2 separate regions of the Bos taurus genome follow, and region 2 is linked to region 1. The links are chromatin contacts, called in public Hi-C maps. All regions are on one chromosome and are shown on one strand. The core of a region is the stretch at or near the end of the contact, and the rest is flanking DNA. Distances in the headings are between cores, read along the strand shown.

What was found. Hi-C and Micro-C count contacts between places; a contact is called where the count stands out from the background.
Region 2: a Hi-C map of liver shows a contact between it and region 1, with 2.9 times the contacts expected there. The contact joins the enhancer-like site here to the promoter of CROT in region 1. A contact is called at or near these places in 2 of 11 Hi-C or Micro-C datasets (liver and skeletal muscle).

What each region holds. Positions count from the first base shown.
Region 1 is chr4:33,141,724-33,147,816 of ARS-UCD2.0, forward strand. It overlaps CROT (carnitine O-octanoyltransferase), which reads right to left and starts at 2,469. Exons shown (of 18, transcript NM_177494.2): 1 at 2,245-2,469; 2 at 1,588-1,678.
Region 2 is chr4:33,187,477-33,193,441 of ARS-UCD2.0, forward strand. No RefSeq gene overlaps it. Among named protein-coding and RNA genes, the nearest start is that of TMEM243, 37 kb to the right of the region's middle. Within about 2 kb of position 4,410, at least 1 of the 102 cell types and tissues checked has an H3K27ac peak or open chromatin away from gene starts, as enhancers often do. A contact at or near this core is called in liver, where this site is marked.

The DNA of each region.
Region 1 (6,093 bases), core at 1,219-3,718:
ATATAATTCTCACCCTTTCTTAACAGAATCCTGAGTCTCAGCTGGGTAGCAGGCCACACAGCTGTATCTCTCCTACTCTCCCTTGGAGCTCAGTATGGCTTTTAGATGTGTATGCTGCCTCCAGCTTATGCCCCTGTAAGGAACTACAGGTGTTCTCTGCTTTCTCTTCTCACTGCCAAGCAGGAAAGCCAACTGGACTAGCACTTTGGACCCATTTATAGGAGACAGGTATTGAGGCTGTTAGCACCTTCCTACTAGACCTGGACTCCTTCCTCTAGATGTATAAGAAAAACAAACAAAAAACCACCACCACCACCACCGAAAAAAAAAAAACCCTTTTACTTATGCCACTGTAGTTTGGCTTTCTTTGTTAAGGAAGAAGAGCTTAGCCTACACCACTAATATAAAGAGATAATCCAAAACTGAGATACAACAAATATCCCAATTCCTCAGCTTTTTCCTATCTAAATGACTAACTGCACTTCACTGTGACCATCCATAAACATGGCTTTAGGACTAAAAGAAATGCAGATCTGGGTCCAAATGCCAACTCATCATTTTCTACTCACATGCCCTGAGACAAATAACTTTATCTGAATTTCTTTATCTGTAGAGAGGATACTCAAATAATCATTGTTAGGGTTAATTTTTTCCTTAATACCTTTGAAACTGAATTATAAAAATAATCTAGTTTTGAGACAATCACATCATGTTAAGCAGGATTTCTGTAAGTGGCCCTCTTGATTCTGCCCCCTCTAATACCCAGAACCTGTGAATATGAGATTATCACTTCTTGGACTGTGATGGTGTTATTGCAAAATTGACCTTAAAGAAGAGGGATTATCCAGGTGGGCCTAATCTAATCCCTTGAGCTCTTAGGAGCAGAAAGCTTTCTCCAAGAGGTGGAAGGGTTGAAGGTGCTGTCTGGCTTTGAAAATGCACTTGCTCCCGTGGAACTGAGAGAGGCCCCAGGTGACAGCCAGTAAGGAAATGAGAACCTCGGTCCTGATGGGAAATTAATTCTGCATGGAAATTAATAACCGCATGGAAATTAATTCTACCAACAACCTCAATGAATCTGAAGATGGATTCTCCCTCAGAAAGGCCGGACCAACAAATTCATTTCAGCTTTGTGAGACACTAAGCAGTGAACCCAGCTAAACCTACCCAAACTTTGCATCTATAGAGATGCAGGTTAATAAATTGCTTAACTGTTAGGTTTGTGATAAATTGTTATGTAGCAATAGGAAACTAATACACCTGTGTAGAAAAACACGCTATTCTCTGTATACATCCGTGCCACTTAGACTCTAGGCATCTGAGACCACGACGATCAATTCCATACTCACTATGGTCTTAACTCAGCCAGAGGTACACAGTAAAAATGTGAATTATCAGATTCTTTCATGGAGGATTGTTTTGAACTCTCAATCACAAAGACTGAATAATACAATTCCAAAAGAACCTATAAATAAATGCTTTAGGAAAGTGATGATGCCAGACTTAATTACAGTGGGCCACCTGGGAGCAGTAAGATGGAAACTGAGTACAAAACAGAATCAGGAAAAAGTAAAAGGAACCACATACCGGTAAACCAAGACGAGTTGTTTAGGACTGCCAAGTGCTTGCTGTAACAATTCTGTTCAGGAACCACAGGGGTGTGAACTGAGCCGGTGAACTGTGGGCAGGACGAAAACAAGCTTAACAATTCCAGGAGTAAAAAATTACCAAAAACTAGTAAAAGAGGGTGGAAGACATACAACTGAAGGGTTGCTGCTGCTGCTGCTGCTGCTGCTAAGTCGCTTCAGTCGTGTCCGACTCTGTGAGACCACAGAGACGTCAGCCCACCAGGCTTCCCGTCCCTGGGATTCTCCAGGCAAGAACACTGGAGTGGGTTGCCATTTCCTTCTCCAATGCATGAAAGTGAAAAGTGAAAGTGAAGTCGCTCAGTCGTGTCCGACTCTTAGCGACCCCATGGACTGGAGCCTACCAGGCTCCTCCGTCCATGGGATTTTCTAGGCAAAAGTACTGGAGTGGGGTGCCATTGCCTTCTCCGAACTGAAGGCTTGGGAGGCGCCAAGTCTCATCCCTTCGGAATTCACAGCAAACACACACAAAAAGTCCATCTGCCAGAAAGCTAGATAAAAATTACTACACGGATTAACTAGGTGAATTACTAGGACAACCGCACTCCTTCCATTAGATAAGCCCAAGATTACCATGTACCTCCCGGTGCCCAGGTACCTGGTGCTGGCGATTTATCGCAGGGCTGCCAAGTTCAAAGCCTGGCACTAGAGACAGGAGGAGAGGGCGACGAGAGCTCGGAGACGCTCCCCACCAAAGCAAAGGTAGCTCCGCACACACTCTAAAAGCCACCAGGTGACAGCAATCTAACGAAGCACCACCACGGACCAGCCCAGCGGCCCAACTTCAGGAGTACTTCTCAGACCTGGGCCAGAGACAAGCACGAAGTTACCTCCGCCGAGTCCTGTCACCTCTGCCGCTCTACACCATTTAACCCTGTCCTTAACTTCTCCCCACCCCCAAAATGTTAGGGTAGAGAGGGAGGGAGCGCAAACTCTGCCAGCCAAGTAGTCCCCACCCCGCTCTGCGCTTCACCAACTCCGCTGCAGCCCCCAGCAGCACCCGCCTGCTTCCCTCACGCCCAGAGGCGCGAGAATTGGACGGAAAGCCGCGAGGGTCCCGCCCCGCGGTTAACGGGAAACGGGGATTTGTTGGGATGCCCTGAGGGTCCCGCCCCGTCCTTGAAGGGACGGAGGGCCGGCTGGGCCTGCGCTTTCTCGCGACTTGGCCACGCCCTTTTCGGGCTTTCCTGGTCCGCTGCCCGCCACTTACAGGCCTGGCGGGCAGGCCGTAAGGGCCACAGTCCGAACCCAGCCTGGCAGCGGTTTACTGCTTGCAGCTGTTGGACCACAGCGCCTCACTCGGGACGTGGCTGGAGCTGAGGGCCGGCTGCACTCCGCTCAGGTGCCTCTCTGGAACCGGTATAAAAACAAATGGCCCATTTTCACGCAAGCTGTGCAAGACTCGCTGCGCTGTTCCTCTTCGAACCCCAGCTCCTACTTAGCAGCCGCTCTTCCCAAAGTGAAGAATTCCTTGTCATTTTTGTAACTCCCAAGTAAGAATTTATACCAGTGCCTTAAGGAGGAATACTGTCGTTCCCTCCGTGTCCTACCAAGAGAACAGTAACCACATAAATCCCCACTTGGTCTCTCTTTTGCTTCATCCACTGGGGCTGAAATTTGCCCAGCTAGACATCCTGCAGCACTGGGCTATCGGAGCTTCCCTACCCTCCCACAGGTCTTCCTGCTGCCCAAGGCCCTTGAAGCGCGCAGGGACTCATACTGCAAGCTTCAGGCTGACCTGATACCTTCTACTGTCGCACCAAGAAATGAAGTTTTTAACCCGAGGGAATTAGGCAAGTGCTAGAGAAAGATCGTAATACAATTAACATAGTTTCACAAGCAAGTCTATTTTACATTTACTCCTGGAAATACACTGTTTCAGTTTTCATTTTAAATACATTTTCATTTTTGTGAAAGAAAAGGCCAATGGTTTACAGTGATTGTGAAATGGATATCAAATATAAATAACTGGATTTCAAATTAACATGTCCGTCCCAGGTCCCAATCTTTTCCTAACTCTGTAAAATCTGACCAGAAGGAAACTGAGGATACAAATGAGTATTTGTAAGTTCGCTACAAAAATAGGAATGAGTTTGGTTGCAGTGCATCTTCTGTGCTTTCTAGTGATGTTACATAATATGTGGCAGACACACTTTTCTGATAAATGTTCTGAATTCTGAAACCTATCAGGCCAAATAAGGTTTCAGATAAGGGATTATAAAGTTGTACTGATTTCTGAAGATGCGGGGGGAAAAAACTTCGCTCATAGTATTTAGATGCTATGTTCTGGATAATGTTACAATTGGCTTACAAGGATGTGGGGAAAGAAACTATCATAGTATTTAGATGCTATGTTCTGGATAATGTTAAAATTGGCTTGCAAGGTATTATTCTTAAACACAATTTTAAAAATAGTCAAAAAAACTTCAAAGTATTTTTTTCTCTTCCCTAGTGAATTTTGGTGCCTCTTACAGTTTTTGCATGTCTAATACCTGAGGGTGCCATAGAATTTAGGGTCACTTAGCTTCAATGCCTCCTAATCTTGTTAATTTAAGGGGAAACACAATATTTCTGTAAAGATTCCTAGATTTTTAGAAAGAAAAAACCCGTGGGATTGAATGCAAAGGAGTGAAACAGAGACTTGGGTATGCAGGGGAGAAAAGGTAATCTTTAAAAATATATGAATAAGCAAGTCTACCAATAATTCCCCAAAGCATATAGTTAAAAGTGACTTGTTTTTCTTCAAAATACACAATATGAGTTTTAATGGCAGGTTCTGAATTCTCTTCAGGTTAAATTTGAATTAGTTTACATCTCTTGCAGTGGGGTGGCTGATAGTGGCTCTTGAGCCATATGTTCAGGTACATGACATATATTGATAACAAGAAGTTGTCCCAAGGTTAAAAATTGATTGTGAGTCAAAATACTTTTGTGAAGAAAACCTTGTAATTACTACAAGTAGTGATAATAACATTTTTTATTTAACCTTATTTATTTTTGGCTGTGTTGGGTCTTCGTTGCTGCGTGGGTTTTTCTCTAGTTGCGGTGCACAGGCTTCTCATTGCTGTGGCTTCTCTTGTTGCAGAAAACAGGCTCTAGGGCACACAGGCTTCAGTAATTGTTGTTGCCATGCTCTGGAGCACAAGTTCAATATTGTAGCGCCTAGGCTTAGTCGCTGCAAGCAGGTGGGATCTTCTGCGATCAGGGATCGAATCTGCGTTTTCTGTATTGTCAGATGGCTTCTCTACTACTGAGCCACCAAGAAAGCCCAAGTAGTGATAGTAAGGTTTTTAAGTTGCCATAAAAGATATTTCATTTTTAGTCCCATGAGACCTTTCATTTCTCATCCTATGTAGCTCTTTCTCAGTGTACAACAAACAGAAATAGCTCCTGTAGACAAATCTGGATAAGTTTCACTGTGAAAAGTGTAAAAACACCAGGAATTTACACTTTAGATATGCACAGCTAGCTGTTAAGACTTGTGACTCTGAGAAGTAATGAGTTATAGTATAAACAGCTGTAACCTATGGAACAGATCTTTAATCTACTTTCATTCCAATATATAAAATGAACATATTAAAGAAATAATTATGTGATCTTTTCTTATTTTTAACGACGGGGTGTGGGCAATAGACAGGTAATCACTTCAGGAAGCAACTCACAGCAAAAATAAAGCATTCTGGATACGAAGAAATCAACCTGAGATTAAAAATTAACTCCTCTACCAACAGCAGATGAACATACAAAGGGTGTTTTCTTAGGACTATTCTTTGGTTTGGATTTGTCTTTAGTGATATTTACTGTATATAAAAATTTACCACCAAAATCCTAGAGAACAGTTAAGATCACCATGATGTCTTTAAATCTCAGAAAAAGTCTGTATTACTAAGCAGAACATAAATTAACAGCTTTGTCAGGATATAATTTACATACCATAAAGTGCCCCCATTTATCTATTTACTTTTGCCACGCCACTCGTGTGATCTTATTTCCTTGACCAGGGATTGAACCTGTGTCCCATGCAGTGGAAGAGTCCTAACCACTGGACAGCCAGGCAGTTCCCTAAGATTTCATTTAAAGTGTATAAATCAGTGGCTTTTACTATATTTACAGGTTTATCCAATCAGATCAGATTGGATCAGTCGCTCAGTCATGTCCGACTCTTTGCGACCCCATGAATCCCAGCACACCAGGCCTCCCTGTCTATCACCAGCTCCCGGAGTTCACCCAGACTCATGTCCATCGAGTCAGTGATGCCATCCAGCCATCTCATCCTCTGTCGTCTCCTTCTCCTCTTGCCCCCAATCCCTCCCAGCATCAGAGTCTTTTCCAATGAGTCAACACTTCGCATGAGGTGGCCAAAGTACTGGAGTTTCAGCTTTAGCATCATTCCTTCCAAAGAAATCCCAGGGCTGATCTCCTTCAGAATGGACTGGTTGGATCTCCT
Region 2 (5,965 bases), core at 3,160-5,659, 48 kb after region 1:
AGATAGCATATTCAAAAGCAGAGATGTTACTTTGCCAACAAAGGTTCATCTAGTCAAGGCTATGGTTTTTCCTGTGGTCATGTGTGGATGTGAGAGTTGGACTGTGAAGAAAGCTGAGCAATTGAAAAGCAGAGACATTACTTTGCCAACAAAGGTCCATCTAGTCAAGGCTATGGTTTTTCCAGTGGTCATGTATGGATGTGAGAGTTGGACTAAAAAGAAAGCTGAGCACCGAAGAATTGATGCTTTTGAACTGTGGTGTTGGAGAAGACTCTTGAGAGTCCCTTGGACTGCAAGGAGATTCAACCAGTCCATCCTAAAGGAGATCATCCCTGGGTGTTCTTTGGAAGGACTGATGCTAAAGCTGAAACTCCAGTACTTTGGCCACCTCATGCGAAGAGTTGACTCATTGGAAGACTCTGATGCTGGGAGGGATTGGGGGCAGGAGGAGAAGGGGACGACAGAGGATGAGACGGCTGGATGGTATCACTGACTCGATGGACGTGAGTTTGAGTGAACTCCAGGAGTTGGTGATGGACAGGGAGGCCTGGCGTGCTGCAATTCATGGGGTCGCAAAGAGTCGGACAGGACTGAGCGACTGAGCTGAACTGAAGCATCATAGTCATTAGAGATGATTTACAGTGTACAGAGGATGTGTGTAGGTTATATGCAGACATTCCACCATTTTACATAAGGGACTTAAGCATGCTCGAATTTGGTGTCTGTGGAAGTCGTAGAACCAATCCCTAGGAGATACTGAGGGACAGTAGTAGACCCTTATCATGATCTACCTCATGATCTGCCTCTCAGCAATAAAAAGGAATGAATTGTAAATATATGCAACAATCTGGGGGGTGCTGATTGTGAAGAAGCCCGGCCCCCAAAGTTACGACTGTTTGTTTCCATCTTCATAACATTCCAGAAATGACAAAATGATGAAATCCAAAGAGAGTAGCGACTGTCACAAGTCAAGGAGGGGGTAGGAGTGAGAGGGGACCTGGATGTGGCTGTATAAAATGGTAACAGGAGGTGTCCTGTGGTGATAAAATTGTTCTGTACCTTGACTGTATCACTTTAATACCCTGGGTGTTACATTGTATGATAGTTTTTTATAAGATTTTACTATTAGGAAAAATGGAGGTAATTACACACAGGATCTCTCTGTTTTGTTTCTTACAACTGGGTGTTAATTACAGTATCTCAAAATTAAAAGTTTGATTTTCTAAATCTCATTTTAATTGGAGAGAAAGTCTCTGTGTCAGAATTCATGATTTCAGTCCCATGGATTAAAGTAATCCTAGGAAAATTCTGTAGTCTGTTAAGTGTATCATTCTATATTCCTTAAACTGAATTATTATGTGGATTCTCTCTACAAGTAAGCAGGGTTGATTCAAAGTCTTTTTCAGTTAGTGAGTCATTCCGTGATTTTTCTTGCCTAATATCTTGTGTTCAGTGTATCCCATACAACAAGTAGTGTTAGTCATGCAGTCGTATCTGACTCTTTGCAATCCAACAGACTGTAGGATCACCAGGCTTCTCTGTCCATGGGGTTCTCCAGACCAGAACACTGGGGTGGATTGCCATGCCCTTCTCCAGAGGATCTCCTCAACCCAGGGATTGAATCCAGGTCTCCTGCATGGCAGACAAATTCTTTACTGTTTGAGCTACAGGGAAGACCAATTGCAGCAAATACCAAAGTTCTTAGATGCAACAGGCCTGTCATCTTCCAAAACTACACAGTTCCTTTTCAGTCCAGAAGGTCCAGCTGGAGATGGGCTGTGCAACTGTGCCCAGGTCTGGAAGGATTCAGAAGGTTCTGCCCGTGCCAGTAACCGCTTGGATGAGAGCTGGGCAAGGATTCTTAGGAAAGCCCTGAGGCTTTCCAACAATGCTGAACCTTGATTAGCCTAAGAAATTCCTTAATTTTCTGTCGTCATATCATTATAAAGTTATTTCATCATGAAAAATTTCTCATTAAAAAGTATACAAGATCCTGTATTTTTTAAAATCAGTTCTTTTTCCCCCTGTAGAAATACAGAAACTTGTCAATACTTCCTTTGACATACCTGGAAAAGTTATAAGTTTCTTCTTTTTCTAGAATTTTAAATACTAACTGCAACTATTACAGTTACTCCATGTCATAAGTATATTTTAACTTGCCAAAATGAACCCAGGGGTTTTACAGCCCTATTGGGTACTGTTTAAAATTTAACCTTTCTGCCACTCCACTAAGGGTGGCTTTCTGTGAACACATTTTTATCATATAATTCTATAAAATTTTGTTCAAAAATCTTAGAAGTTTGCAGAATTAAGAAATGTGTCAGATCAGATCAGATCAGATCAGTCACTCAGTCGTGTCCGACTCTTTGCGACCCCATGAATCGCAGCATGCCAGGCCTCCCTGTCCATCACCAACTCCCGGAGTTCACTCAGACTCACGTCCATCGAGTCAGTGATGCCATCCAGCCATCTCATCCTCTGTTGTCCTCTTCTCCTCCTGCCCCCAATCCCTCCCAGCATCAGAGTCTTTTCCAATGAGTCAACTCTTCGCATGAGGTGGCCAAAGTACTGGAGTTTCAGCTTTAGCATCATTCCTTCCAAAGAAATCCCAGGGCTGATCTCCTTCACAATGGACTGCAGTCCATTGGACTTGCACAATGTACTTGCAGTCCAAGGGACTCTCAAGAGTCTTCTCCAACACCACAGTTCAAAAGCATCAATTCTTCGGCGCTCAGCCTTCTTCACAGTCCAACTCTCACATCCATACATGACCACAGGAAAAACCATAGCCTTGACTAGATGAACCTTTGTTGGCAAAGTAATGTCTCTGCTTTTCAACATGCTATCTAGGTTGGTCATAACTTTCCTTCCAAGGAGTAAGCGTCTTTTAATTTCATGACTGCAGTCACCATCTGCAGTGATTTTGGAGCCCCCAAAAATAAAGTCTGACACTGTTTCCACTGTTTCCACATCTATTTCCCATGAAGTGGTGGGACCAGATGCCATGATCTTCGTTTTCTGAATGTTGAGCTTTAAGCCAACTTTTTCACTCTCCACTTTCACTTTCATCAAGAGGCTTTTGAGTTCCTCTTCACTTTCTGCCATAAGGGTGGTGTCATCTGCATATCTGAGGTTATTGGTATTTCTCCCGGTAATCTTGATTCCAGTTTGTGTTTCTTCCAGTCCAGTGTTTCTCATGATGTACTCTGCATATAAGTTAAATAAACGGGGTGACAATATACAGCCTTGACAAGTCAGTACGGTACAAATACCACAGTCATCCACTGGAATCAGTGTTTGTAGGCTCCAGAATGAGAAGCACGTGAATGAAATGTCTCATTATGATGCAGTTGTTCTGTATTTTCTAGTTTGGAAAATAAGGCATTTAGAGGGAGTGTATAAGGCATTTGTTGGAAGACTCAAGAGCAGGTTGCTAACCCCAGCCTCCCACTCTACCCCTCCCCCAAACTCCTCCCCCTTGGCAACACCAGTCTGTTTTCTGTCTCTATGTATTCCTGTGCTTGTTATAGATTTACAGCAGCCAAGATATGGACACAAACTAAGTGTCCTTCAGTGGATGAAATGGATAAAGAAGAGGTGATACACGCTCACAGACACATAATTAAAAAAAGATGAAATCCTGCTGTTTGTGACATGACTGGGCCTGGAAGGTATTATGCTAAGTGACGCAAGTCAGAAGGAGAAGACAAATACCATTTAATTTCACTGATATTTGGAATCTAAAAACAAAACACAAATGAACAGATACAGAGAACAGCTTGGTGGTTGCCGAAGAGGAAAGGGGGTAGGAAGAGGTGAAGATGGGTGTAAAGGGCGAAGTGTATGTTGGACAGAAACTAAACTTTTGGTGGTGTATACCCGTTATTATATACATAAATTGAATTGTGTTGTACACACGAAATATTTTAAACCAATGTTGCCTCCATTAAAAAATGAGGAACAATTAAGCCTGTTTGCAACAACTACTGAAGCCCACTTGCTCTAGAGCCTGGGCTCCACAGCAAGAGAAGCCATGGCAACGAGAAGCCTGCACGCTGCACCTAGAGAGTAACCTTCACTTCCCACAACCAGGAAAAGCCTGTGCAAAAGCAACAAAGACGCAGCGTAGCCAAAATTAATAAATAAAAACCACAGGAAGGAGTAGCCCTTGCTCGCAGTCATGTCAGTACCTTCTTTGTGCTAAACATTTAGTTGCTATGAATGGGGTTGTCCAGTAAAATATTGGACACCCAGTTAAATTTGAGTTTCAGGTAACCAACAGTTTTTTTTTTTTTTTTTAATGTATTTCTCATACAATGTTTGGGACCAATTGTTACACAATCCCTGGAGGAGGGCATGTCACCCCATTCCAGTATTCTTGCCTGGGGAATCCCCATGGACAGAGAAGCCTGGCGGGTAACAGTCCATGGGGTCACAAAGAGTTGGACACGACTGAGCAACTAAACACAGCACACAGCACATACTACACAATTACCACATTCAACTGTGTCCTAGAGACTAAAATAATTTATTGCCTTTTTAAAATTCAGATTGAACTGTCTTCTGCCTTATTTGCTTATCTGGCAATCTCAGTCATGAACCCTGATGGAGGTTAGGTAAAGAATGCCAATTTCATGATTAACAAAACACAATGAAGCTCAGAGAGACAACGTCCCCAAAGTCGGTTCACTGAAAAAAATAATAGCAAGAGATGTGACCTGAGCCCAGATTAGGTTCATAACTTCCCCCTCTGTCTTGGCAGCCCTGGGCAATGACTTGAAAGTGAGAGGGAAGTGACAGAGCATAAAAGCTGCAGACTGGGGCTGCAACCAGCTGCCGCTTCTTGTAAGAACGAGGCCCCCACCGTGGAGGCACCCTCCTGCTGCTGCCCCACTGCCGCCAGCATAGGCACAAGCACACGTCTCCTCTTCATGGAACGTCCTGTCCCAGGCTCCACTCTTTGTTTGGGTCTTTGAACTTGCTGAGCCTTGCATGATATGGCGCTTGTCTTCCAGACATGTCACTGTGACTGTGTCCTCGCCAAGGTCTTACATACAGCCCCTCCTTCTACTGAGTCTCAACCCCTAGCACACCACTTCCATGCAAGTTACCTGACAAAGGTGGGAAAAGGAAGGAAAGTTATAGACTCTAAGACTAGCCTCTAGGTGGCTGCTTGGCTGCTAAGCCATACCCAGCATGGCTTGCTAGTATGAACACTAACATAAACAGTAGCTCCATTCTTTAATACTCCGTAGTATTAATACTAAATCAAACAGCAAATGCCTTGTGCCTGGCTGGGTCTTTTACATACATCATGTTTATAATCTCTCAACTTTCAACTCTCCCAGGCAAAAGATACTATATATTATCCCCATTGCACAGGCTCAGGGAAGTGAGTAACTTGCCGAAAGTCATTCATCAGAGCCAAAATTTCTGTCTAGCTTGATTTGCCCCCCAAATCCCATGGCACAAAGCTCTGTCTGCTGTCCCTGACTGTCAGGAAACTAAACCCAGAGTCAGGCAGTGGGGTAGGCAGTTTCTGCTTGAAGCTAAGCAGAACAGAGAGCTTTAACAGAGAACACTGAAGGTTAGGATTTAAATGAGTAGCTTGCTGCCTAAGCTTGTGCCCTTGCTTCAAAAGAGGTTACCTGAAGAGAGACAGCCCCTACCTTTCTCATTGCCTCCTTTCCTTTCTTTCTTTCCTAGTTGATCAGATGTGCCCTGTTCTGAAAGGTATATCTGTCCCCCAGTTTTCCAAGTGCCCACTCCCTGGGCTGGGCTCTGTGTCTCTTCTGGGATCTTATTATTTGGATTTTTACTCCATGATCAAAGCAATTACCATGTGTTTTTGAGCAAGTTCTGTACCTATTGTAACACTCTGGCAATTAAAACACAAGTTTTTAAACTTGGTTTCTTCTATCATCCCAAGGACTCCATGAAGACCTACCTAACTCCACACCCAGTC